3 separate regions of the Mus musculus genome follow, and regions 2 and 3 are each linked to region 1. A link is a contact called in public promoter capture Hi-C data. All regions are on one chromosome and are shown on one strand. Each heading gives the region's core, a stretch centred on a gene start, on an enhancer-like site or on the middle of the called end of the contact. The rest is flanking DNA. Distances are from core to core; before and after follow the strand shown. Region 1 holds the start of Ect2 (ect2 oncogene). Region 2 holds the start of 1700112D23Rik (RIKEN cDNA 1700112D23 gene). Region 3 holds the start of Tnik (TRAF2 and NCK interacting kinase).

Evidence for each region. Promoter capture Hi-C pulls out the DNA fragments that hold promoters and counts their contacts.
Region 2: a promoter capture Hi-C map of pre-B cells shows a contact between it and region 1. The contact joins the promoter of 1700112D23Rik here to the promoter of Ect2 in region 1. A contact is called at or near these places in 7 of 39 promoter capture datasets (the 3T3-L1 cell line, frontonasal cranial neural crest, hematopoietic stem and progenitor cells and 3 more), 4 of 484 Hi-C or Micro-C datasets (CD4 T cells, erythroblasts and pre-B cells) and 2 of 115 datasets of contacts at active chromatin or transcription factors (extraembryonic endoderm stem cells and large pre-B cells).
Region 3: a promoter capture Hi-C map of pre-B cells shows a contact between it and region 1. The contact joins the promoter of Tnik here to the promoter of Ect2 in region 1. A contact is called at or near these places in 2 of 39 promoter capture datasets (liver and pre-B cells) and 1 of 484 Hi-C or Micro-C datasets (regulatory T cells).

What each region holds. Positions count from the first base shown.
Region 1 is chr3:27,152,522-27,155,295 of GRCm38.p6, forward strand. It overlaps Ect2 (ect2 oncogene), which reads right to left and starts at 1,357. Exons shown (of 24, transcript NM_001177626.1): 1 at 1,182-1,357. It overlaps 1700125G22Rik (RIKEN cDNA 1700125G22 gene), which reads left to right and starts at 1,505. Exons shown (of 3, transcript NR_040548.1): 1 at 1,505-1,789; 2 at 2,219-2,410.
Region 2 is chr3:28,779,725-28,782,498 of GRCm38.p6, forward strand. It overlaps 1700112D23Rik (RIKEN cDNA 1700112D23 gene), which reads right to left and starts at 1,398. Exons shown (of 3, transcript NR_166152.1): 1 at 1,247-1,398. Eif5a2 (eukaryotic translation initiation factor 5A2) reads left to right here and starts at 1,553. Exons shown (of 5, transcript NM_177586.6): 1 at 1,553-1,689; 2 at 2,292-2,492. The coding sequence starts at 2,328.
Region 3 is chr3:28,261,882-28,264,655 of GRCm38.p6, forward strand. Tnik (TRAF2 and NCK interacting kinase) reads left to right here and starts at 1,333. Exons shown (of 33, transcript NM_026910.1): 1 at 1,333-1,818. The coding sequence starts at 1,762.

The sequences.
Region 1 (2,774 bases), core at 107-2,606:
GAGGAGATACATAACTAAACCCTTTCTCACTACACCCCAAAACACTGGAAATGCTTAAATACACAGATCATTTATTACCAAAACAGCTCCATAATATACAGCAAAAGAGCTACACGCTACACTAGTGATACAACCAGCATCTAGCACCCAACATCACCGCAAACTTAAGTGCACCAGGTCACTTTCTTCCTTTTCACATATTCTACAGACCTTTTAAAAATAAACACAACGGAATCGTGATCATAAAAACAATCTATCTTTGACTCGGGATGTGACTCAGCTGCAGTCAGTGTGCATGAAGTCATCCGCGGGCACCTCAGAAACCAGGTAAGGTGAAAGTACACCTGTAATCCGAGCACCCAGAAGAGGGGGTAGAGGCAGACAGAGTTCCTTGTCACCCTAGGCTCCACAATTCAAGTCTATGCTGGGGTACCTGAGATCTTGTCTCACAAACACATGGATTCTTTTAAACAAATAGTCATTTCAGCTTTTCTTTTAAATAAACCTTTTTTTTTTCCATAAACACGTCACACCAGAGTAAGGAACCCAAACTACAATAGTGTATACGTTATTGATAACAGTGCAATTAGCGATTCTCATTTACTTAGAGCTCAATATTTTAGTCACTATCTTAAATCTTTCCCTTGCCACTTTTTAACGCTTGCAGCCATCCTAAAAGACAAATGTCACTGTCATATCCAGTTTGTGGCTAAGGAAGTTGCTCACACAGCGACTCCTAGCCGGGTCTAACTGAGGGAGCTAAGTTAACCGCTAACCACACACATCTGTGGCCAGGAAGGGGCGGGGCGGCCTGTGTTTTATATTTTTAAAAATTGAAAATCGGAATTCTACAGGAATTCCAGAGGGAAACCACAAAACAATCAAGGCAGCTCGGGGCTGCGGCGGGCGGGCGGGAGGCCAAAATCCCGGTCCCAACTGCGCCCTTCACCCTGAGGCGCCGGACAGAAGCAGAATAGATAGAGAGCCCAGCCTCCCGCAAGGAAGGGCCGGGACGAGAGCAGAGGGCAGGACAGGAGGCGGATGTGGGGAAGGAGGATGGAGGGGAGCGGGACAGACAGGTACGCAGCCGTGGGAGCTCACCGCGGCGGGGGCGCCGGCCTTGGTCGCCACGGCCCGTGCTCAGTTCCGGGTTCCCGAATCCCTTCCCGTCCCCCACTCACCCCGCAGTCCTCACCACGCTCAGAGATTTTAAAAAGGAACCACGACGGCGCAGTCCTCGCTTATCCTTCTCAAACACTAAGTCTCCCCCTCACAGGCGCCGCCATGGCTCGAGAGAGGCTGCCGCCTCCGATTCAAAAAAATCCAGTCGCTCTCTCTAAGAGCCATGCTGATTGGCGCGCTCTGTCAACCTCCTTTTGATAGGCTGGAACCTCGGGCGGACTGCCGATTGGTCAATCCCAACGTCTGCCTTCGGGAGGCGCCGGCTGATTGGTTGTGAGTGTGTTTCAAATCCGGTAAACGGCTGGAGCGTGCGAACGTCGGCGGAGTGCCCGGATGTGGGCTTGAGGAGGCGTGGCTCTGCAGCGCCTCTGGATGCAGCAGGTGTTTCTGTGGTTACCGCTTGTTTACTCCGTAAACAGCCCAGTTCCTGATGAACGGTCTCTCTGCCATCACCTCCAACTTCAAGAAAAAGTACCAAGCACCGCAAACCGATCCGCTCTTACTACTAACCAGATTTTATTTTTGAAGACAAGCTTGCATCTGAGTAATTAATATAAAAAAGTGTATAAGGAGATTTTAGAATCTCCTGAAGCAAAACTGCTTCTGGGTGGGTTGCTCCCTCCCCACCCCAACTCCCAGCTTAGGAATGTTAGTGACTGTGCTTGGAAGTCTAGAAAAGAAGGGATTGTTTTACCCCTGGGATCAGTATTGCTATTTTGAAATTTGTTTCTAGATGGAATGTTCTATAATACAGTCGCCTAGGCATACACTTCTAGCTGGGTGTGGTCTCAAAGCCTGTACTAAGGAGGACAAGACCAGCCTAGGCTATAGGAGACCAGGACTCAAAACAATTATTTTTCACTTTCAAAACCTTACCAAGTGTTTGGATCGGTTGCTAGGCCCCAAATCTCATTAAGAGGTTTTTAAAGCACTTTTGAAATTTAGATTGATAAATTTTATGTGTCTTTTTGCCTATACATATTATTTTTTCCTGAACGTATGTGCATTTGTGAGTGCCTGCTGTCCTTGGACATAGGAGGAGGCCAGATCCCCAGAGACTGGAATTACAGAGAATGATGAACCACCAGGTGGGTGCTGGAAATCAAACTCACGGCCTATGTGTGAGAAACAAACGCTTTAAACCACTGAGCCAACTCACTTTAAGCCCAAAATCTACTTTAAAACCAAAAGAACTTCTTGACAGCCTAAGCAGTTCGACAAGTCTACGGTGAGTTCATAGAATGAGTAAAACAATCTATAGTTTTGTCTGTCTGGTTGGTTGGTTTTTAGGGTTTTTTGCCTACCAGTATCTATGGCCTGCCAATCACTAGAATTCCGCACTAGCCTTTGGAGTGGAAGAAAGGAAAAATCGGCCTGGACCTTGCCCAGAGAAGTGTGCTTGCAATTTAAACTGGGGTGTGTCTGGCATTCCAAGCATTCTCCTCACTAAAGTAGAAGGCAGCCGCCTCCTTTGTGCCCTGCCCGAGGAGAGCTAGCTTCCCAGTCTGTTGGGTGAGAGTGTAGGATTGCAGTGCAGGAAGGCTAGCTTAGCCTCTTACAGCGAGGGCAGCCCTTTGGTGAGAAATGAACAA
Region 2 (2,774 bases), core at 148-2,647, 1.6 Mb after region 1:
CATGAAAATGTGGCCTCCGGAACCTACAAGGAACCTAATACTGTAACTCTCCCAGAATCAAGGGCTGAGAATTTGCCACTTCAGTGTTCTAGAGACCTCGGGAAAAGTCACTGTATTTGTCGAATTAAATAGTCATTTGGGTCCACATACAAATCTTACATGAATATGGTGATAGACAAAGAAGTGATTTCAACTTTGATTATGAGTGGCTCTTATACCCTGCCTTATTGTCCTGCCCAGCCTTTCCCCATAATTCAAAATGAGGAGTAAAAGAGTAACTGTTAATAGTTGGGAAGGTCTGGCTGGGTGTAAGGTAGGGGTGAAAAAGAGGGCTGATGACCAAAAGGCACAGAAAATTTTGGAACGTGATAATATTCTACTATATCCTGACAATGGAGGTGATCGTACATCTGATTTCCTTTTTCAAGCCTCTTAAATCTTATTTCATATATATTCTAACATTAACCTTAGTTTAAACAAAAACTTTAGTAGTCAAGATTTAATAATAGAGATGAAACAGTACACTATGTAATTCTTACTTAAGTATTAGCAGGAGCAATAGTAACAACAACAATAGGGAAAAGCAGAGGGAACTCAGAAGCCAGGGGTCCTAATTCGGCTCTTTCTGTAACAAGAGGCAGAGTTTACTTTATGGAAGCCATGTGCTTATTGCTTCTAGACAACACAAATGAAATGTGTTCTGCATATACGTGTAAGTGACTATGAGACTAGATTTGTTTATAGGACAGCAATACCAAATCACTGAACAACATGAACTGGGTTGTGGGGTGGTCAGTTAATTACCTTGATTCTTTCCAAGGTGAGAGATGAAGCTATGATAAAACTGTGAAAGGAAAGCACACTTCTCGAGAATCTTTGTCTTTAATCATTTAACAACAAAAACAAAAACAAAACCTCAAACTCTAGGGCACACCGATGCCAGGAAGATCAAAGGTCACCGTAGAGTCTCGGGTACATGGGATTTCCCGCCCCTGAGAACACTGCTGACTTCACCAGCACCTCGTCATAGTGTCTGGAGTCCTCTGAGGATCTACAATGCAGAATCATGAAATAGCATACCACACCTAGCACTCTTCGAGCTCCAAGCACGGATTCCAGCCCCAAGGAGGGCTGCAAGCTGTACCAGAAGCTTGAATCAAAGTTCCACTCCACCAACACTCGGGACTCTTGCAAAATCAGCAGGACTTGAGAGTTTGAAGACCATTAAGTGACAGCATCCACGCACCTGCGTGCTAGGGCCCAGAGCAAGCTACCTGGTCCTAATAGTCGTCCCCAAGGTCAACTGGGCGCCGAACTGAAGATGAGGATGCATCTCGCCCGGGAACACTGCGAAGCTTCAAACAGTCGACTGCAGGCAGCTCTGCACGCCGGAAGTGCACTAATCCGCAGCACGTGGGGTTGCCAGGGCGAGCTTCACGTGACGGGGCGGGACCTCGGGAAGCTTCGAGCCAATGGGCGACCTGGAGGCGGGGCCTGTGGCGCGCCGGGGCCTATCCCGGAAGTGTGGTCGCGGCGGGGCGGGCCCGGGCTGGGCGGGCCGGGGCGGGGAGCCGGGTGTGGGAAGCGTGGCGGCCCCGCCCCGTCTCCTGGACCAGCCGCGGCCGCCAGCGCCGCCGCAGCCGCAGGGACCGGCGGACGCAGCAAAGGCGTGCGGTGCGGGGCCGGAAGGTGAAGACCTGGGGCCGGGTCGGCGGGGCGGCGGGGGATGCAGCCGGTGATGCTGGGGTCCGGGCGAGGGGAGGAGCCGAGATGCTTGGGAACTGGAGGGCGGCAAGCGCGGGACCGCCGGAGCTAGGGCCCTTTACCGCTGGGCCGAACCGGGATGCCAGGGCGGCGCCGCTGCGGGTCCTAGGCGCACTGAGGGCCAGGTGCAACCGGCCGGGTGCTCCTGTCCCAGTCTTCCCCGAACCTGCGGCCTGGCTGATACCTTGGCAGCGGGGATGGGACGGAGGGAGGCGCCGGGCCCCGCATCCCGGCGCAGGAAGGTCGTGGGCACTTCTTGCGGTGGGGTGGTGGGGACTGGACCTGCCGGCTGGGCGCTGGTGTCGCCTTCACTCTCCGGCGAGCTCTTCTGCGGCTCCTTTCCCCACCTCCCACCAAGGGCTGGAAAAGTTTTCAGAGGCCTGAATGGCAAAGTATACTCCACTCAGAGTGGGTGTTCTATAAATGCAAACATAACGGGCTAGTGATGCTCGGCTACCTGTCTTCAAAATGAGACATAACCCCGCCTGCATGCCGGTTATTAAAACGCAAACAAACTTTTCGCATAGTTCCCTCAGAAAAACCGCACATCTCCCCAGTCCACCATGGCAGACGAAATTGATTTCACTACTGGAGATGCAGGGGCTTCCAGCACTTATCCTATGCAGTGCTCAGCCCTGCGCAAAAACGGCTTCGTCGTGCTCAAAGGGCGACCATGCAAAATCGTGGAGATGTCAACTTCCAAGACTGGGAAGCATGGTCATGCCAAGGTAGGCCCTTCCAAGTCATTTTTTGGCTTCACCGTTAAGATCATTCGTGTTCCATTCTACATCGTGAGGTTTCTATATTGAAAAATAACTTTTTTTCCTTCCCCTCAGTCTCTTGAATGGTCAGACATTACTCTCAGTAAAGCTCTCCATTTAATCGGACCCTTAGAATGTTTCATTAACTGGAAACTAAAACTTTTTTAAATCCGTGTTTAGTAGAAACAAGCCTGTTCTTCTAATTCTAAGAGACTTGGTTTTCACTTTCTGTGGACTCTTGTTAATTGA
Region 3 (2,774 bases), core at 83-2,582, 1.1 Mb after region 1:
CCATGTGTAATCTGAGTACTTGGGTGGGCGGGGGGGGGGGGGTCATTTGCAGGACAATGAGGAGTTCAAGGCCATCCCCAGCTGCACAGTGAAGGGAAGACTTCCTTTAAGTACTTAAGATCTGTCTCATAACCATACCAAATCAAACAACCAATAAGATAAATCAAAAAGAACCTCTACTCCCCCCAAAAGAAAACAAAACAAAAAGTCAAATAAAAATCAACCCCCCCCAGTATGTTTAGCTTTTTATCTCAGTAGATGCTAGAGGAACACTCAGAACTATTGATGAGTTGAAGCCAGTGGGAAGAGTTCACTATAAATGTTTTCTTCCGACGTATTTTGCGTGGCCAAACTAGGAGACAGGCAAGGATGCGAGAGGGTTGGGGAAGTGACTTTACACTTTTGATAAAGAATGACGGGTTACCACTGCAAACACCCAGCTCTTGAGTGAAAAAGCGAGCGAAGTCAAATAGCTCGCGGGTCAGGGCTCACTATCCTAGAGCCAAACTTTCTCCATGAATCCAGGTAGGTCACCGCGGAAAAGCTACAAAGGAGGAAACACTGGGTTAGGTACTATGTTGCCCAATTAATGTCGGCCTTGGAGTCACCTGAATCCTTCGAGCTACTGCACCCAGGGAGCAAGCTTCTCTTTTCAATTCGGTCATTTCCGTGGGGAATTGCGGCACGCGCAGGTCTTGGGTGTGGCGATATCCAGACAGAGCTCACATCTCTCGGATTTCCAGCTTCTAGCAAACCTACTCAGCCTAGAGAACCACAGACGATTCGGGCCTGCCTTCCTGCAACCCAGTGGCCGCGAATGACCGTGACCCTGTGGCCACTGCTCAGCACCAAAGCCAGGCTGCCGGCTCGGCGCGTGTGAGCTTCTCCCCAACTCGCTCTGCGCGGGGAGGCGGATCCCCTTCCCTGCGCACAAGTCCTTATATGCACCGGTTGCACCGGCCCGCCTTTACTCCAGCCCCACAAATAATTAATGGGGGAGGGAGGACGCTGCTGCCTTTTCCCGCTGCCTCTCCCCACCACCCTTTTCACCATTAGAGTATCTGAACGCAGTCAAGAAACCCCAAGATACGATCGAAGAGCCATTTTGGTGCACTGCACAAATTGGACACATTAAAAATATATATTCAGCATTCAGGCTCCTGCACAGAGAGGCTCAAAAACGGCTGTTTAGATTCAGCACTATTAACCCTCAAAAGCTGGGGCGGAAAGGGTGCGTACCCCTCCCCCACCCTGGCTAGTGGCGGAGGGACCCGGTCAGGAAGCGCGGCCTCTCCCCAGTCGGAGACCACGCCTCTCCCCCCCCCCCCACTCCTCCCAGGAAGCGGTGATAGACAGTTCTGTGTGGTTCTCCACCCCCACCTCCCAGCTGAGTGGAGGAGTTGATATGTCTCATTATAACAGCCAATGCAGCCGCCATCCACGCACAAGCAAAGAAGCATGTCCCATTTAAATACACCCACGCAGCCCCAGCGCCCTTAGCCGATCAGGGCGCGCAGCCCACACGCACCGCGGCTCCGGGCTTGGAGATCCGCGCAGGTCGGGCTCCGGGATCCCGCGGATCGACGCTCTCGGAAGATCGGGATCGGACTCTTGCTGGGGCCCGGGTGGGCGGGGGAGGCTGGGCCCCGGGCCTCTCTGGCGGACAGCCGCATGAGGACGCGAGCGAAATAGACCGGGGTGGAATTGCCAAGGAAGACGCTTCGGGGTGGTTTTGGTCCATTTCTCCCGCGAAGAGTCGACATGGCGAGCGACTCCCCAGCTCGCAGCCTGGATGAAATCGATCTCTCCGCCCTGAGGGTGAGCAGAACGTGTTTTTTCCTTTTTTTCCAATGGTCTAGGGCTGAAAGAGGGAACGTTCCCTGCCTTTCTGTTCTAATTCCGGGGCAGCCGAGGGGTTCTAGGCTGAGCCCCTACCCCTACAGCAGGGGCTGGGCTCCCCTTGTGCTCCTAGGCTGTTCCCGAGGTTCCGCAAGGAAGCTGGTAGAGCTTGTCAGTTTCATCTTCGATCGGTGTAAGAGCATTACATGAAAGGCTGGTGTGTGTGTGTGTGTGTGTGTGTGTGTGTGTGTGTGTGTGTGTGTGTGTACCCGGGCAACCGTCTCGTGCCAAGGCGCGAGACCCGACTGCTCCTTGCTGCAAAAGATTCTCTTGGAGAAGAAAGGCACTGGCCCTTCACGTTTGCCAGCTACCTGCAAGATGCCATCGTGAGCTAGCTGTCTCTACCAGCGGACCCTGCTGCTCCAATGGAGCAGTAATTGCTGCTCTGGGCTGGTCTTGTAGGTGCTAACTGACTCCCTTCCCGGCTTCTGTCTCCGGTGCTGGGGCTCCGGCTCAGCTCTTCCCTATATGCCAGTGTGCACTCACCTTTATCTGTGGTTTGAACTCAGCCCTGCCTATTCCTTCCCTCGGTGACTGTGACCTTTCAGTTTTATGGCTGAACTTCAGCAGGTGAAAGAGAAGCTTAACCGCTTCTCCTCACCACACCGGAACTCCCTGGAGAGATTGTGTGTGCGTGTGTGCCTGTGTGCCTGTGTGCCTGTGTGTGTGTGTGTGTGTGTGTGTGTGTGTGTGTGTGTGTGTGTGTGTGTGTGTGTCCCAGGTCTGTGAACAGTCCTTTGTAAAACATATTCCCTTCCCCGAGCCCGGCCGCTTTGCCTTTACCTAATGAAACACCTCAGACGTCGTTCCATTGTATTGAATAAGACTTTAGTGATCTAGAATCCATTTTGCTGTTGTTTGAAAATCAGACTGCC